Linked DNA regions of Sus scrofa: region 2 is linked to region 1. Evidence: chromatin contacts called from public Hi-C data. All regions are on one chromosome and are shown on one strand. Each heading gives the region's core, a stretch centred on a gene start, on an enhancer-like site or on the middle of the called end of the contact. The rest is flanking DNA. Distances are from core to core; before and after follow the strand shown.

Evidence for each region. A called contact is a pair of places that touch in the nucleus more often than the background predicts.
Region 2: a Hi-C map of skeletal muscle shows a contact between it and region 1, with 6 times the contacts expected there. The contact joins the promoter of PLEKHF2 here to the promoter of TP53INP1 in region 1. A contact is called at or near these places in 9 of 47 Hi-C or Micro-C datasets (alveolar macrophages, embryonic fibroblasts, heart right ventricle and 3 more) and 2 of 2 datasets of contacts at active chromatin or transcription factors (alveolar macrophages and skeletal muscle).

What each region holds. Positions count from the first base shown.
Region 1 is chr4:41,746,316-41,749,182 of Sscrofa11.1, reverse strand. TP53INP1 (tumor protein p53-inducible nuclear protein 1) reads right to left here and starts at 1,529. Exons shown (of 4, transcript XM_001925224.6): 1 at 1,256-1,529.
Region 2 is chr4:41,533,407-41,536,314 of Sscrofa11.1, reverse strand. PLEKHF2 (pleckstrin homology domain-containing family F member 2) reads left to right here and starts at 1,383. Exons shown (of 2, transcript XM_021089079.1): 1 at 1,383-1,534.

The DNA of each region.
Region 1 (2,867 bases), core at 280-2,779:
TTAGTAAGGTCCTGATTCCAAGCAGGAGTCTTAGACAATTATGCTGCTGGTTCAGGATTATAGTGGCTGTGATTTAAAACCAAACGCTTCCCAGGAATTTTCACATTTGCAATGAAAAAATACATTTCACTTAGCAAACAAGTGATTTGAAGATCTTGGGGCACCTGATTATTAACTGTTCACTTTCCATTCCCCTTTCCCCAAACTACTTTGTATTCAGAAAAGGCTCTTTTCTGAATGATGGAAGTGGCGTGGGGGGGGGGTGTCCCTATCTACTCTAAATTGGAATTAACTCAGAAGATAATGAGCAGATGTAATTAGGAAATACAATAAAAATAAGGAATCCCCACATAAAATTCATCTGCAACTACTAAAAAGAAACACCATGTCCTTTTAACTGGCTGTGTGGCCTTGAGTAGGTTACTTAATCTCTCTGGGGCCTCAAATTTCCTATCCATAAGATAATATAGCCTACTTCATAGGATTACTGTGGCAATCAATTGGGATAAGGCAGGTTAAGCCCTTCACAGTATATGGCACATAATAAGCACTCAATCAGCGGGAGTGATCAAAACGATGAGGATTTTAATTCTGATGGGCAAGTAAACTCTTTCCACAGGTGCAACCTCAAAAGGTGATGTGTAAGGTCAGGCAGGGTCAAGGGACACGCAAAGGACAGGAGGACCCTAAGGTCTCCAGGTAAGATTCCCGGAGCCGCTGCACTACCGAGCGCGACCCAGCGCTGGGAGGGTTGCTGGCGGGGCGGCGGCCGCAGCGCCGCGGAACTGGAGAGCTACGTCCCCGGGCGGCGGCCGCGTTCGCTCCTCCGGACCCCGGGGCTCCGAAGCCGAGTCCCAAGCGGACAGCCCCCGTCCGACAGCGGAGGGCAGGAGGAGGAGGAGGAGATGTGGAAGGGAGTAAGGAGGAGGAGGAGGAGGAGAGAGGAGGTCCCGCCGAGGCCAAGAAAACAGGCCACGCTCGGGGGAGGAGGCAGAAACCAAACACCCAACCGCCGCCCCACGCCCGGGCTTGGCCGGTCCATGTCCGCACGGCCGCCTCCTCCCGCACCCCAGGTCCGCCGAGGGTCCACCGAGGGGGTGGGCGTCCAGCCCGCGGAGGCTGCAGAGGCAGCGAAGGCCGGGAGCGCACCGACGGCTGCTCGCGAGCCGGCCCGAGGGCAGGGCGCGCGGACCAGGCAGCGCAGCGGGGCGGCGGGGAGCAGGCGGCCCTGGACGCCGGCCCCGCCCGCACTTACTTGGGCCCGACCTGCGGCGGGACGGCGGCGAAGGCAGCGGGCACCCGGCTTGGCGGGGCTCGGCGGGGACCGGCGCGCTGGCGGTTCGGGGCGGCTGAGGTAGCTGCGGCTCCCGGACGACGGGCGCGGGGCTCGGGGCCGGTCCAGCCTTCCTGTGGCCACACCGCTGGCCGCCGCCGGCCCGTCTCGCTCCTTTTGTTGTTGTGCAGCCTCGGAACAGCTGATCAGCCGCTGCGCCCGCCCGGCCGCCCCGCCCCGGGGCCGCGCCAGCCCCGGCCCACCAATCGGCGGCGCTGGGGCCCCGGGGCCGCCCTGCGAGAGGTTGTCACTAACGCACGTGACCTGGCGCCCAGCCGGCCGACGCTCTTGAGTTAGAAACAAGCCCGGGCAACAAAGCCCGGGCGCCGATGGGAGAGTAGGGGGGCGAGCGGAAGGGAGGGAGCAGGGGTGGGGGTGCGATGGGGGCTGGCACTGGGGCGACTGGGAGAGAACAGAGGAAGGGCTGGGGCTGAACCGAAATGGGAACCTGCAGGAGTGTGAAGACAACTGGAACCGATGGGCGAGAGGAAGAGCCCTGACCTCAGCTGACCCTTTGGCCAAGTGAGAGGCCGAGTGTTTGGGGTACAAAGGCTCACAAAGCTTTTTTTGCTGTGAGGGGAAAATCAGGGACGTTGAGAGTGATGGAGACGAAGATCCCAAGAGACCACTTCAGGCCAGTATACGGGTAAAATCGTGGACGTGGTGCTAAGGCAGGGCCACCTAACCTTTTGGCCTTCTTTGGAAGGAAAGTTTAGATTCAGGTATAGGAATGCCGCCCACCCAATATCTTTTTTTTTTTTTTTTCTTTTTAGGGCCACATCCATGGGGCATATGGAAATTCCCTGGTTAGGGGTCAAATTGGGGCTACAGCTGCCAGTCTACACCACAGCCACAGCAATGCAGAATCGCCGACCCACTGAGCGAGGCCAGGGATTGAACCCACATCCTCATGATGTGGATTTAATTCCACTGTGTCACAACAGGAACTCCCCAACCTTCTTTTTAGGACAAGGAGCCAGGCCCCATCTCGCTGTGGTAACTGATACTGGGACCTGACTGAACTGGCCCACAGGCTCAAGATTCAACCTACAGGCGGGCTCACTATTTATAGTGAGAAGAAAATAAGACAGTGGGCTTGAAAATACTTTCCAAACCAAAGCTGTGTACATATGTTGATGGATTAACTGTCTGGCCAAGGCAAGGAAGTTATTTTGATGTATCTCCACTCTTATGGTGGATCTTGTTTGGCCTGAGATGTGGTTCCCAAGGTTAAATTTATATACCCTCAACAGGTGTCTGATACATTACAGTATTCTGAAAGACTCACATTCTGGCCCTCACAAACATCCTGTCATCAATCTGTTTCCAACAATCCTGGTTTTAAAGGGTGAAAATCAAAGTACAGGGGATTGTCTGACCCCCAAGAGTAATAACTGTAATTCGAGGGCCATTCTCAGAAAGTAGAACAAGACTTTAACTTGGATTTTAGTTTTTTTGGCAAACGAGGCTCATCCTAATATATCCTCTCAAGTGTCATTACTACATTAGGAGCCCCATAGTCTCTTGTTTCTTC
Region 2 (2,908 bases), core at 134-2,633, 210 kb after region 1:
CCTAATCTCAAAATTGAAAGGGATTTTGGAGATGATGGAGTCCATCCTTTTTTCCACTGACAGATGGTCTTCTGCATGTAGAGGAAGAAGGAACTAAATGAAATTGGGGTAGGGTGATGGTTCAGATGAGAATCCTGGGGACATTTACACTTGTCTTCAGAGACAACTATACCTAACAGATGTAAAGTTTTTCTGGTGGTAATAGTCTACGTTTTCCTATTAAAAAAAAATATCGGTTTTGCAGTTTTTTTCTAGTTACTAATTTTATTTAAAAGACTTGCTTGTTTCTGAGATATGGAAAAAGTGAGGATGGGAGGCTGAATACCTGGAGGGGATCCCAGACCAAAAGAAAGTTCCTGCTTATGTATCCCTAGGTGGGTGCTCTTTTATGTGGCTTGGGTGCGGTGGTTCTAATTCAAGAATAATCAAAGGTAAAATATCCTTGAAATAATAGATCAACGGGAAAGATAAAATTTACCCAAGTCTAATTTCTGCCTATACGCTTTCCGTTTGAAGTGAATATTCTGTCTCCTCCCCCCATTCCTCATCTTAGTCATCTTAAACATCTCTCCACGTATCCGTCAGCTCGCTTAGCTGCGTTATAAATGAAGAAGGGCAGGTTTAACCTTATATGGTATCATTACTGTTTTCAGATGTGTGAAGTTGGATGACGTTTGTGGCGTCAGAGAAAAAGTTTTGGAAAGACCAGAGTTCTAAGTCAGGGAATAAGTCATCCATCACTTAAAAGACTGTATGGGGTATGTGTGTTGTAGCCGCAGCTCCCTCTGTTTCAAGTGGTGGGGTCTTAGGAAAAGCCAGTGGAAGATGTGACAGGCAGGAACGCTGTGCTAAAGTGGGAGTAGCAAACAAAAGTCCGCCCAGCTTTTATTTCCCGGCAGTGGAAAGTTCTTGAGTTCCCCTTACAGGCCAGTTCGGTGGTGTGGGAGAGGGGGCCCAGCCTTCCTTCCGTTCTTCCAGCCTCGCTAAGAACTTCGTGGGCAGATGAACAATCCTTTCCAAGGACTTGCCCGCAGCTAGGCAGCCCAGGTAAGACGTCCCACGTGCGCCCAATCGGCTCCAAGGCGCGCGTTCCCACTGAGCACGGAGGAACCAACCCCAGGCCCTGGCTACCCAGGTGGGTGTGGCTTTCGTGGTGGCTCCGCCCCCTCGAGCTCGTCGCGCGGGGCCGCCCGGGCGGGGCGAGGGAACGGGCAAGAAAGGGCGGGGAGCGAGCGGTGTGGGTGTGCTCGTGCCCGCGCTCGCGGCTGGCGTGTGGGTGGCGGCGCGCCCGTGCGCGCGCAGGGGAGAGGCTGTCCCCGGCGGCCGTTGTGGGGTTCGACTGGAGGGGCGGGAGGGTCACCTGCGAGCGGCTTCGACGCCAGCCCGCCGCGTCTGGATCGCGCCGGCTGCGAAACGCTGTTGGCTGCCCACTCTGGGAGGCTGGGGCGGAGGATCGAGCAGAGTCCGCGCCCGGCGCTCGGGACGAGGAGGAGTCGGACCTTTGCCGCCGCCGCCGCCGTCCGCGCCCGGCCGGGTAGGTGAAGCCGGAGTTGGTTGTCCACCGGCCGCCGGCGGGCGGGGAGAGGAGAAGCGAAACTTTCCGGGCGCTTCCCTCCGCGGTCCCCGGCCGTCGGCGGCGCGGGGAGGTGTCGTCGTCTCGGGCGGCGGCGGCCGACGCCATGTTGGGGTCTGTGAGAAACGGGGCGCTCCCGGCCGCTCCCCTCGCCCTGGGGGAGCCGCGCCCGCTCGCAGGACGCCGCCGCCGCTGCGGGAGGGCTCGGGGGCCGCCCGGGGGGCCGTGCCGGTGCTCGTTCTGTCCTCCGGGCCGCGGGGCGGGGGCCGGGCGGACGCGAAGCGGACCCTGAGATCGGGTGAGAAGTTGGGAGGCGCGGGGACTGGGGTCCCAGTCGTGGCCAATGGCATCTTAGGGCCCCAACATCTCTCTGTCCAAAAAGTTTGCAGGGTCTGGGCATCGCGGACGTTGTAATCTGAACAGCGTATTTTTATGTGATTGGCGGCCAAAAATGGCACCGCAGAATTTACCCTGATAGAAGCGTTGGCTCTAACGTCTTACTTACTTGGAATCTTTTAAAAGTTGTATGGTCTTTTGCCCAATTTATTTTTCCTTTATTTTTTAAATTTTTATTAAAGGCCGAGAGCTGCCTCTTCATGTTGCTTGACTATCCTTGTGCGCCCTTAGGACATTGAAGCAGTAACTTGTGAGTGTGCACTGGAAATCGTGGGTAGTATTAAGGTTACAGATAACCAAGTTCTTCTCTGTAATTCAGAGACTCACAAAGTTTGTAAATCGGTAAATACTTTCTTTGTTGTGTTTCAGTACGTCACTGAAGAACAAATTCAGTAAAGAAGGACTTAGACACGAACATTGAGAGACTCAAAGGCATGTGTTCTGTTTAGAATAAGGTGAAGTGATCTTGACATTGCGAGGTTTCCCCCCTCCTTTTGGTTCCTTAAAGGTGCTTGCCTACTGTGTTTTGAGCATTTAGATTTTTCTGTCCTTTGCGAGCTCATGGGGTCCTCAGGTTAATTCGGTATTAAGGAAAGCTTCTATTTTTAATCTCTTTGGGTCCTCACAGCACTGGAGGTGAATGGTATTAAGTTACTTATTTGGAAAGCACATGTAATCGCCTCAAAAAATAAAACTGGTGTACTGACCAAGGCATCAAAAAAGATTCAGCTTGAATCACCCCAGTAAGTGAATGTAAATTACTAGTTTTAATGAAGGCATTTGAGCTTCCAAATTCTGTTAATGAACTGAAAGGACTTTTTAACTACAAATCAGATAAACCCTTAAACATATCTTGGAGAATTTCTCTTATCAATCTTTAGGTAAAAATATAGCTTCGGCTCAGATTTGATCGCTAATTTCCTTAATTCTAGAAGAAAA